Linked DNA regions of Cricetulus griseus: region 2 is linked to region 1. A link is a contact called in public Micro-C data. All regions are on one chromosome and are shown on one strand. The core of a region is the stretch at or near the end of the contact, and the rest is flanking DNA. Distances in the headings are between cores, read along the strand shown.

Evidence for each region. Hi-C and Micro-C count contacts between places; a contact is called where the count stands out from the background.
Region 2: a Micro-C map of the CHO-K1 cell line shows a contact between it and region 1, with 4 times the contacts expected there. The contact joins the enhancer-like site here to the promoter of CUNH11orf53 in region 1. A contact is called at or near these places in 2 of 8 Hi-C or Micro-C datasets (both in the CHO-K1 cell line).

The regions. Positions count from the first base shown.
Region 1 is chr4:163,081,167-163,086,181 of CriGri-PICRH-1.0, forward strand. CUNH11orf53 reads right to left here and starts at 2,586. Exons shown (of 7, transcript XM_027412318.2): 1 at 2,420-2,586; 2 at 1,523-1,615. The coding sequence starts at 2,586.
Region 2 is chr4:163,792,252-163,797,266 of CriGri-PICRH-1.0, forward strand. No RefSeq gene overlaps it. Among named protein-coding and RNA genes, the nearest start is that of Rdx, 53 kb to the left of the region's middle. Within about 2 kb of position 2,015, at least 1 of the 6 cell types and tissues checked has open chromatin away from gene starts, as enhancers often do. A contact at or near this core is called in the CHO-K1 cell line, where this site is marked.

The DNA of each region.
Region 1 (5,015 bases), core at 1,336-3,835:
CCTTCCAATCCCATCTCATATAGCACTGAGTCCTCCCTGAAGAGCTCTCTGTTAAACCTGGATTGAGAGCACCCCCCCCCATTTAATCTCTACAGGTCTTTCAGCTGTATCTGGCTTTCTTCTCTGAACTGTACTCATTTACTTTCGGGCTTCCCACAGATCATGAATTCTAAGGATGAGCATATGTGGAATGCAGAAGGCGCTCAAATATTTAATGCTAGAAAATTCTCTAAATGGCAATGAAGGAAGAAAAAGAAAGAAAAGAAGGGGTCTCTGAAGGATTGTGCTCAGAAAAATAAAAACCAGGCAACTGACTGCCTCTCTGATCCACAGCTTGAGAGGGGCTTTGTTGTAAGCACTGTAACCCAGGTCTTCTTTGTTATGGCACCTTAACCTTTCCCAGCGGCACAAACAGGTAGATGATCCTTCAGCATAGACACAGTAGAGCTCATTTGTTCCTTCATCTCTAGGGGCCCAGTCAGCTGTGTATAACAAGTAAATGAAGACCTAGTGGCCATGATAGCCTGAGTAAGTTTAGGGAGCTCTTCAGCTGTCTGAGCTGTTTGTTACTGAGAGAGAGAGACAGACAGAGAGAGAGAGAGAGAGAGAGAGAGAGAGAGAGAGAGAGAGAGAGAGTCTGGTAGCTGTGTGGCAGAGACCTGTCATGGAACTAAGAGAGTCCTAGCATGAGAGATAAGGCCCCTGGGAGAAGCTAAGCTTCCAGTTCACTTGGAAGAGCAGGTGAAGAAGTCACACTCTACTCAAGGCTAGTGTGACCTTGAAAGAGAAATGCAAAGCTGAGTAAAAGAAACAGTGTGTCTTGTGTCTTCTGGGTGTCTTCCGGGCAGTGGGGAAATGAACAAGAAGGAGAGAGAGTAAAGTGTCACATCACCCCAGATAAGAGCAAGAATTAAGCCTTTCTCTGCCTTTGCCTACAAACTGGGCTTCCTGGGGCCTAGGACATCCGCAGAACAGATGTAACAAAGCTCAGGGACAAATAGAACCGTCTGAAGATTCATTCATGGAAAACTATGGAGTGCTGGCTCCTGTACCTTTAGGTTTCTAGGCCAAGTGGGCCTTCTCAGGCAGCTTTTTGTTTTTTGGGCCTTGGACACTAGTACAAATCCATCCTAAACTGTCCCAGATAGGCTTTACCAGTTAACAGCTTCATCAGTACCTGACACCAAGCCAGGAATATTACTTAGAGTTCCAGAAACTGGATTATTTCCCTGTATTCAATTCCCTCAGACTGCATCTGCCAGCTCTCCTTCTTTAATACAACGCTTCCTGCTCACATGCCTGACCCAGATCACCATTCTTCGGGAGGCCTTGGGATCCATTGACACACCTTCCAACCTTCCTGAAGGGATGCTTAGAGTTCCAGCCCTCACTTATGCTAGCTCTGGCCCCCTCAGGCTGCTCCTTAAAAATGTGTCTGCCAGCGCTTGAAAGCACAGGAAGCTGGGCCCTTCCTTCCCTAGAACATTCTGTGTTTTTGCATAAGCTCTGTGGAAAGCTGTACCTGGAGAGAATGAACTTTATCTGGCTTGTCTTGGAGCCCTGCTCCAGTTTGTCCCTTGCCTGCTCTGTGTCGCCAGTCTCTGGGATGACTTTCCTGTAGGTGTTAAATAGGGTCCACAGATGTTCAGGATGGTTCTAAGCTTCAAGGGATATTTGGGGAAATATTACAGCAGAGAATAAATATCAGGGTGTGGGGTTTAGATAGCCTGAATTCTTTCTATCCATCATCTCTCTCTCTACCTATCTTGCTTTTGTGCCTAACATCTTGGGCAAAATTACAGTCCTTCAACAGGCTGGCATTTTTCATAGGCAGCATCTAGTGATATGCAGCTATCAGCCACAGGGAATGAAAAAAGAAATCCCTGGGCAGTGGGTAGGCTTTGGTTTTTGTTCCCTTTTCCTGCCGGGGAAGATCTGTTTCCCCTGCCTGATTCACCCCGGGATGTACTTCCAGATATAGCCACGTGGTGGCGCATCAACTCTATACGTAACTCACTGGAGGACTTGTCTGAGATCTGGGTTAGCACCAAGAGCTTTTGGGTAACTGGAGAATGAGGGTGTGGACTCTTTTCTTCCTTCAAATTCAGAAAATCAGCCTGAATGGTCCTTCATGAGTGGCTGCAGAAAAGGCGGCCATTTTCGCAAGGTCCTCAGCCAAGTCCTTTAATCCGTTTCCCACCTTTTCCTCTACTGTAAGATGGGAGAAAATTGGTGACCAGACGGCTGTTGAGCTGCAATAATACAACTAGCCTTTTTTTTTTTTTTGTAGCTCACTCCAAGTTGCAAAGTAGATTGAACCAAGCATACTCCAGCACCCGAGAGGCTCTGCCTTATCTTGGTGACCCTCACAAGAGAACATCCAGCCTTTTCTCCAAGAAGGAACTCTGGCATGCTGTACCTTCTTGCTTTCGGGTCAGGGACGTCCCTGCATTTGACAAGCAATCTGTCATGAGAATGGCAGCCTGTTCTCTGGGGTTGAACTTCTTCCAACTGACTGTATCCCCAGAGGCAGAAGCTCGGCATGATAACACTCAAGGCTGGTGGCTCCAGTTCCTCAGCTCCCATCGTTCATCCTGCTCTTGGCCCTTCCTCTGCCTGTAACCATTGTGCATCTAACTGGCAGTTTGTTTTGTTGTTGTTTTGTTTTGTTTTGTTTTCTTAAGTTAAAAAAGGGACTCCTGCTTTGTTACATACACAATCTTTGAGATCAGTTGGTTTGAAAGGATCCAATGGCTTCCTCTGACTCGGCACTGTACTTGGAGGTTTTGTATGTGGTGAGATATTGCTCAGGAATGCATCTGCACTTACAGCCATCTAAAGGGAGGGCCTGGCTTGTCTCTGTGTGTCTCTGCGTCTTATAGCAGTGACGACAAATTCATCACTTCTCAGAGTGAGTATTAAGGCTGTAGAAGTGAGAAGAGAACTACAGACTGCTGAATTCAAGAGTCTTCTATTGTGCATCACATCAGAACATGACCTTCATGTCACCTCAGTGGTCCACTTTGACCCCACACGGGGGCTGACCTGTACTCTCCTGAGAGTAAATGTTGATGGGGGGAGTGCTTCTGTGTATGTTCATCTTATTGATTATTGAATAAAGTGCTTGTTTGGCCAATGAGGCAGCAAGTTAGACGGGACTAGGAGTCAAAGAGGATTCTGGGAAATGTAGTAGAGAAATGGTGATCCACCCAGGAAGTGACATAGCAAGGAGACTCATATTTAAGCAAGGAGAAACAGAAGTGTCCTTTTCCCCCTGGCCTCCTCCAGCAGCAGGATGTGAGCCACTGGCAAGAGAGGGCACCATCGAAAGGCATCCTCTATAAGATAAGTCTTATAAAATATATAGATTTATGATAATTAAGACTGAGCTAACAGATGAGAAATCCTAGTCATTGGCCAAGCAGCATTTGAACCTAATACAAGTTTCTGTGTATTAATTTGGGCCCTAACTTGGGCAGGTGGCTGGCGTAAAGCACACACGTGGAGGTGGGGCTCGACGGCTTTTGGCGGAAAGATTTATCGTAACAAGCTGTCTTCCCTTTTTAGATTTGTTCTTTGGGGACCTCAGGTTGTCCTTCCTTTAGTGACTTGCTGACTCACTGTGGTGTGCACAATGGCTAGGGAGTAAGAGGAACAGTCCTCCATGGGCTCAGGAATTCTGCTTATGCTCCCACCCCCATTGGCCTGGGAGGATTCTGAAGCCTTGGAAATAATGTTTCTTGCCACTAAATGGCTGTGAGCTTTCTTCAGCTGGGGCAATAGTCCTTCCTTAGTGACATACAAGGGAATTGGGCTATTGAGGTAGAAATGAGGTGAGGGGAAGCACACTTTTTAATCCCAGCACTTGGTGGCAGAGGCAGGAAGATCTCTGTGGGATTGAAAACATCCTGGTCTACATAATGAGTTCCATCCAGGGCTACATAGTGAGTCCTTGTCTAAAGAATAAAGAAAGACAATAAATTCTGTAAAAGACAAATGTGCACTTACTCATTTCTGATCAGTAAACTTGCACTTTGAGTTTGGTGGTGAAAATGTTTGATTCTTTAGTTTATTTTTAAGTGTTAGCATCTTTCTGCCGAAGCTTGCTGAAGAACGTTGTTGGGTGGTTTCTATCCTAATATCTCACCGTGGACACCAGGGGCCCTGAAAATGATCCACAGCAGCTGTCTCCCATTTTAACAGGAGTTGCCTGGACTTGGAGGCCCCTGAGCACCCCCCCCCCATTATAAGAAAATGGCAGGTGCCCCATCCCTTTCCCCAACTTGCATCACTCCCCATGTCTAGAAAAGAAAACTAGAAGGGTTCAGCTATGTGTCCATTAAAACTTACTGTGTTAGAACCTGAGAGCCAATGTGGTGGAATTGGGGCCAGGGAGCTGGGGGGGGATGATTCTGTCCAGTTAGCTCCTTCACAAGGATGGAATCTGTGCCCTCATTAGTTGGCTTGAGCTCAAGGGAACTAGGAGGTCCCATTGTGTCCTTCAGTCTTCTGGCATCTAAGAGCAATGTTTACTCCTCTTGTCAATGAGGCAGCAAGACAATAAGGGACACATGTCCCTCAGTAGACACCAGAAACTGGTGCTTGAACTTGGATTATCCAGTCTCCAGGACAATATGGAATCAATTTCTATTTTTAATAAGCTGTCCAGAGTGAGGTATTTTGGTATAGCAATGCACAGAGATGAAACTGGGAGTGAAAAGAGGAGACTGGTGAAAGAAGCATTGTATGTGGTACTTCTGCTTCCTCTGAGCATGGGGCACACCACGTGCGGGTGGAGGGGGTGGGTGCTCCAAGAAAATACAGATCGTGTTTTAGTCTCTAGAAGATTACTTGCCCATCTACTTTTCACTTAATTGAGGAGGGAGGAGGCAATTTGGGAGATGGTGAGGCTAGAAGAGGGTGTGGCCAAGACAAGGATACAAATGCCTCTTGTGGGCTTAGGGACCACAGTGGAAGGTAATGGAGTTTGGACCACTTAGGAGAGTTTCTAGCAG
Region 2 (5,015 bases), core at 765-3,264, 710 kb after region 1:
GTACAATGATGAGAACAAGATATAGGAAAGTTCAGTAGCAGGAAAATGAGGCCAGGAGAATAGGTATTGGATGTGGTTCCCAGGGAAGCTTGTTCTATACTTTACAGTGTCCCATTTCATGGGTTGAGCTTTAAATGTTGGTTAATAAAGATACCCTAAAAGATGAAGCTCCTGATTTTAGGTCTGTAACTGCATTAAGATTCACTTTATACCTAGTCAAATAGCATAATCAGCAGTATGTGAATTAAGTGGGAGTTTGATGGAGTTAAGAATTTTCTGTTGAATATTCATGGGTTTGTTTTGTGATAAACTTTGTGTAAGACGAGCTTGTTACAATAATCACTTCAAGGGTACAACATGGTAGCACCGCATTGTCATTGTTGTGCAGCCATCATCAGCATCTGTCTTCAGAGCATCTTCAGTTACACTGAAGCTATACCCATTAAAGGATAGCTCTCTTCCTGGTCCATGGTGGCTGCTGTTGGTACTTTCTGTCTCTGAGCTGTGGGGTTTCTAGGCACCTCATCAGAGTAAACCATAGAGTATCTGACCATTTCTCTCTGGCATAATTCACTAATACATCTCGCTGAATGTAAAATCCTATTTTAACACATTTTATTTCTTGAGGTTGAATAAATGCTCCACTGTTTATATCATATTTTATCCATTTATCGTCAGTTGGAATTTGGGTTGTTTCCTCGTTTTTTACTATCATACCATTCCCACATTTTTACTAATGGTGCTGTGAACTTTGGTAAGAAAATATGTCAGACCCCTTAAATGGATTTGCTGGATCAGGTGGTAATCCTTTGGCGAGTTTTTTGAGAAACTGTTATATTATCTTCCATGGCAGCTGCACCATTGTATTCCCACTGGGATGCAAATGGCTTCCTTGTTTTTCCATCTTTGCTAACAAGTGTTGTTTTCTGGATAGCTCCTTTTACTTGTCTGGACAATGTAGTAATAACTCATTGTGGTTCTGATTTACATTTCCTTGAACTTTATAAATGAGAAAACATGTTGACCATCATGTGCCTATGGCCATTTGTGTATCTTCTTTGAGGCATATTCATTTGAATTTGCCCATTTTGATTTATTTTTGGTTGAATTCAGTTTTTAAAAGAGAGTTCTTTATATTCAATGCTGAAGCTATCCTTTATCTCAAGATTCAATTTTTGGTTTTTCTGAGATATGGTCTACATAGCCTTGACTGTCCTGGTACTCACTTATGTAGACCAGGCTGGCCTTAAACTCCCAAAGGTCTGCCTGCTTCTATCTCCCAAGTGCTAGGATGAATCATTACATTCAGTGAGTTAAATTTTTTTTATTTTTTATTTATTTTTGGTTTTTCAAGACAGGGTTTCTCTGTGTAGCTTTGGAGCCTATCCTGGCACTCGCTCTGGAGACCAGGCTAGCCTCGAACTCACAGAGATCCACCTGCCTCTGCCTACCTAGTGCTGCGATTAAAGGTGTGCGCCACCAATGCCCGGCTAAGAGTTAGAATTTTAATCCTGTAGATTTTGATGAAGTTTGGTGTATTTTTTTGTTGCCATTACTTACGGCTTTTTGGTTTCCTTTTAAAAAAACAAAACAACTATGCTTTTACTAATTTTAAGATCTTGATGTGTTTCCCAGGCTGACTTCCAACCTCTCTGCATTAACTAGCCTGCCTTAATCTCCTAGACAGTTTATGCTATATACATATGCTACCACCATGCCTCGTGGTTGGTTTTTGTGTGTGTTTTGGATTTTTTTTTTCTTGTTTTTAAGGAACAAAGTTTTGTAATGTTTGTTTAAGACAGGTTCTCACTCTCTTGAGCTTGTTGCCAGTCCTGCTTCAGTGCTGTAATCATAAGGGCTGGGGTTACAGGCCGCTGTGCCTGACTTAGGGAAAGTAGGCTTTGCTGAAGACATTGTTAAAAAGAAAGGCAAGATGGAAGAGTGCCATTTTCAGTGGTTAGTCTGTAGACAGGAAAAAGTACATGGAAAATGTGAGTCACCGTGCACTGACTATAGGATGCAGTGCTTAAGAATGTTGCCAGAAGAATGTGCAAGCTGGAATACATTGGTTTGATTCAAGGACAACTGGTGGCTTTGATAATTCATGTTGCAATGTTACACGTAACAAAAAAGTACAGAGATTAAAGAAAGCCTAGAGTTGTGTCCTGTAGCTAGCCTGCAGCAAGGCTGTGGCCCTGTGGAGGAGAGGCATACCTGGGTGTAGCCTGTTCTCAGCCTTGCTGAATGTAGCAATACTCTTTTCCTTCTGCTTATTTTCAAAATGACCTGTTTGGGGACTTTTAGGACCCTTTCTGTGATCTTTTGTGGGAAGGTTTCTGGTGAACTAGAATTGAAGATTCTGGTTCTAATTCCAAGTCTCACGCTGTGCTGTATTGTAATTCAGATTACTGAGTTCATAGTTTTGAATCATTGCCTGTGTCAAAGTTTTTGTTTCTAGAATCTGATATGGATAACTGACTTCAGATGTATTTTAAAAACTTACTGGCTAACGTTGGCTAATATCCATGTACTTTTTAATTCTTGCTTATAATTGAAAAGCTGTTACCTCAGTGTGGTGCATACAGCAGTAATTCTGTGCTCTCAGATGACCCTAATGACGTTGACTGGAAGATATCTATCAAACAGGTTTGTAGGGACTAGAAAGCCAGCTTCTTGAGGTCGTTGTGAAGGGTCATAGTCATCAAGATGTGACCCAGTGGTGATTATCTCAGAGCACACGGCTACAGTTTCTTACTGGCTGCAGCATCTTTGGGCAATCCATTCTGGAAATTTCTATAAGCACAAGAGATAAATGTGCAACTCTGTAAGACACAGGAAGATTGAGAAGGCAGCATGTGACACAGGAAAGTCATGACGAGAAGTAGGTTGGATGTGCAGTTTGGGCCCTGATGGAATCCAGGTTTGGAGGCAGTGCAAGAAGAGAAAGTGGGCTTAGGCCAGAGCCTTGGAGAGCACCAGCAGCACTGCCAAGCTGGAGACCGTTGGGAAGGGAAGAGACAAACCCTGCACAGGGGGCTAACTCCCCTGAAGCTCCAGTGCCATCTGTCATGACACTTGTGACATGACATCCCACCAGCATGGGAGACAGTCACTGGGAAAAAAAGCATTAGTTTAGATGACTGCACAGTGTCTTCTGGAAGGTGTTTCTCACAAACCTCCATGCCAGTGGTTCTCAACCTATGGGTTGCAACCCGTTTTGAGGGGTTGAACGATGCTTTCACAGGAGTCTCATATCAGATATCCTGTGTATCACATATTTACATTACAATTTATAACAGTAGTAAAGTTACAGTTATGAAATACTAACAAAATAATTTATAGTTGGGGGACACCACAACATGAGAAACTGTATTAAAGGGTCGCAGCATTAGGAAGGTTGAGAACCACTGCTCCATGTGATTCTTAAGCCTCAAAGAACTGAGGAGTACTCTTCTAGTGGAGTCCTCAGCCATCCCCAAGGGCCTAAAGCTGACACTAAAGCATGATTTTCACCTGGCACTCTTGCCCAAAACCACAAGCTTCTCTCTAGTAAAGTGGTGATTACCCTTTGGAGCAAATATGTTCCATGCAACACTTAAATGATTCAGTTGCTTCACTTAATCTGTTGTGGTAACACTTCAAGGCCCTGAATATTCATAGATGAGTTAAAACAACGTAGTCAGAGGAAGAGCAGAAGAGTTGAGATGAGATTCATCCAGTCTGCACTGCTGTCAGCTAGACTACAGATGCTCCCTCTGCCCTGAGGCCAAGCACCACTTTGGTAGATGTGGAGAGCTGGTCTCCATGATGGTTTGCAGAGGCATCAGAGTATGTGACACTTCTCAGTAGTCTCCATTGCTGGAGCCAACAGCATCAGTTATGTGAGCAGGGGTTGAATTTGGGCACAGAAGTTGCCCCCCACCAAAAGTGAGTAAAGGGCAGTGCTGAGTAGTGGGGGGCTATCTTGGGTCATGGTTAGTAAAGCTAGAACTGTGTATGGCCTGTTTGCAGAAGGCCTCAAGATAGATCTATAGATCTAGAGATCTCTCTGGTGGGGGAGAGAACAACAGTGAATTCATTCAAATATTTTAGTGTTGAGAAGCTCCCAGGCACTATATACTAGCCATTCAGGACACCATGTGACATAAGCCCTTGCCCTGTAGGAAAAGCAAAAGACATCCGTAACCAAAATTAAATCAGGGTGCAGAAGGTCATGAGTATCCCCATGAAGAGGTGGTGCATAAATTGTCACTTGAAGGAAGAGAAACCCTGCTCCATTTCCTTCCCTTGAATCAGGAGGGTGGGTGCACCGGGCCTAGCCAGAACTCTTGTCTGTCCAGGGCTTTCATGTTCTGTCTCTGGGGCACACATGGTTCCTCAGACACAGGAGCCCAGCATGGCTGTACCTTTTGGTCTCCCAAGATGAATCAAAGGTTTCCAGAAACAGCATTTGAGAGGCTAGGTTCAGAGGGAAGGATGCCCTTGAGCAGTGAGGTCATACATAACTCAAGACAGGCTAATCATCTCAGACAATCTAACTGTATGTCTGGAGGAGAAGAATGCTAAATATTCTCAGAACTGGGTGTGATTATTTCAACAAAATAATTAGTAGATGGAAGGTAAAACAATTTTGTGTGAAAGCTGTCCCTTATTTCACAAGTTTTGGAAAAGCTTATCAAGCCAGCAAGATACACCTGCCTGCCTAAAGGAACCCATTGGAGCGCAGTTTCTAGTCTTTGCCAAAAGTGTTCCAGGAAGAGGGAATAGCACACGGAAGACCTTTAGGGAAGAAAGGGCTGGACTGGCTTCAGGAAAAGAAGGGAAGGGTTATGACTGATGGCTGAAGTCAGAGGACAGTGTTATATGAAGTTGGAAAGGGGCCAGACCACATCTTTCCCAGTTCATGGGCTTTAGGCCATATATCCACTGAGCAGTTTTGCCTTGAAGACCGCATTATTCCCAGAGCTAGGCCTGCATTGTTCCAGTAGAAGTTTGAGGGATAGAAGATGAAGGTA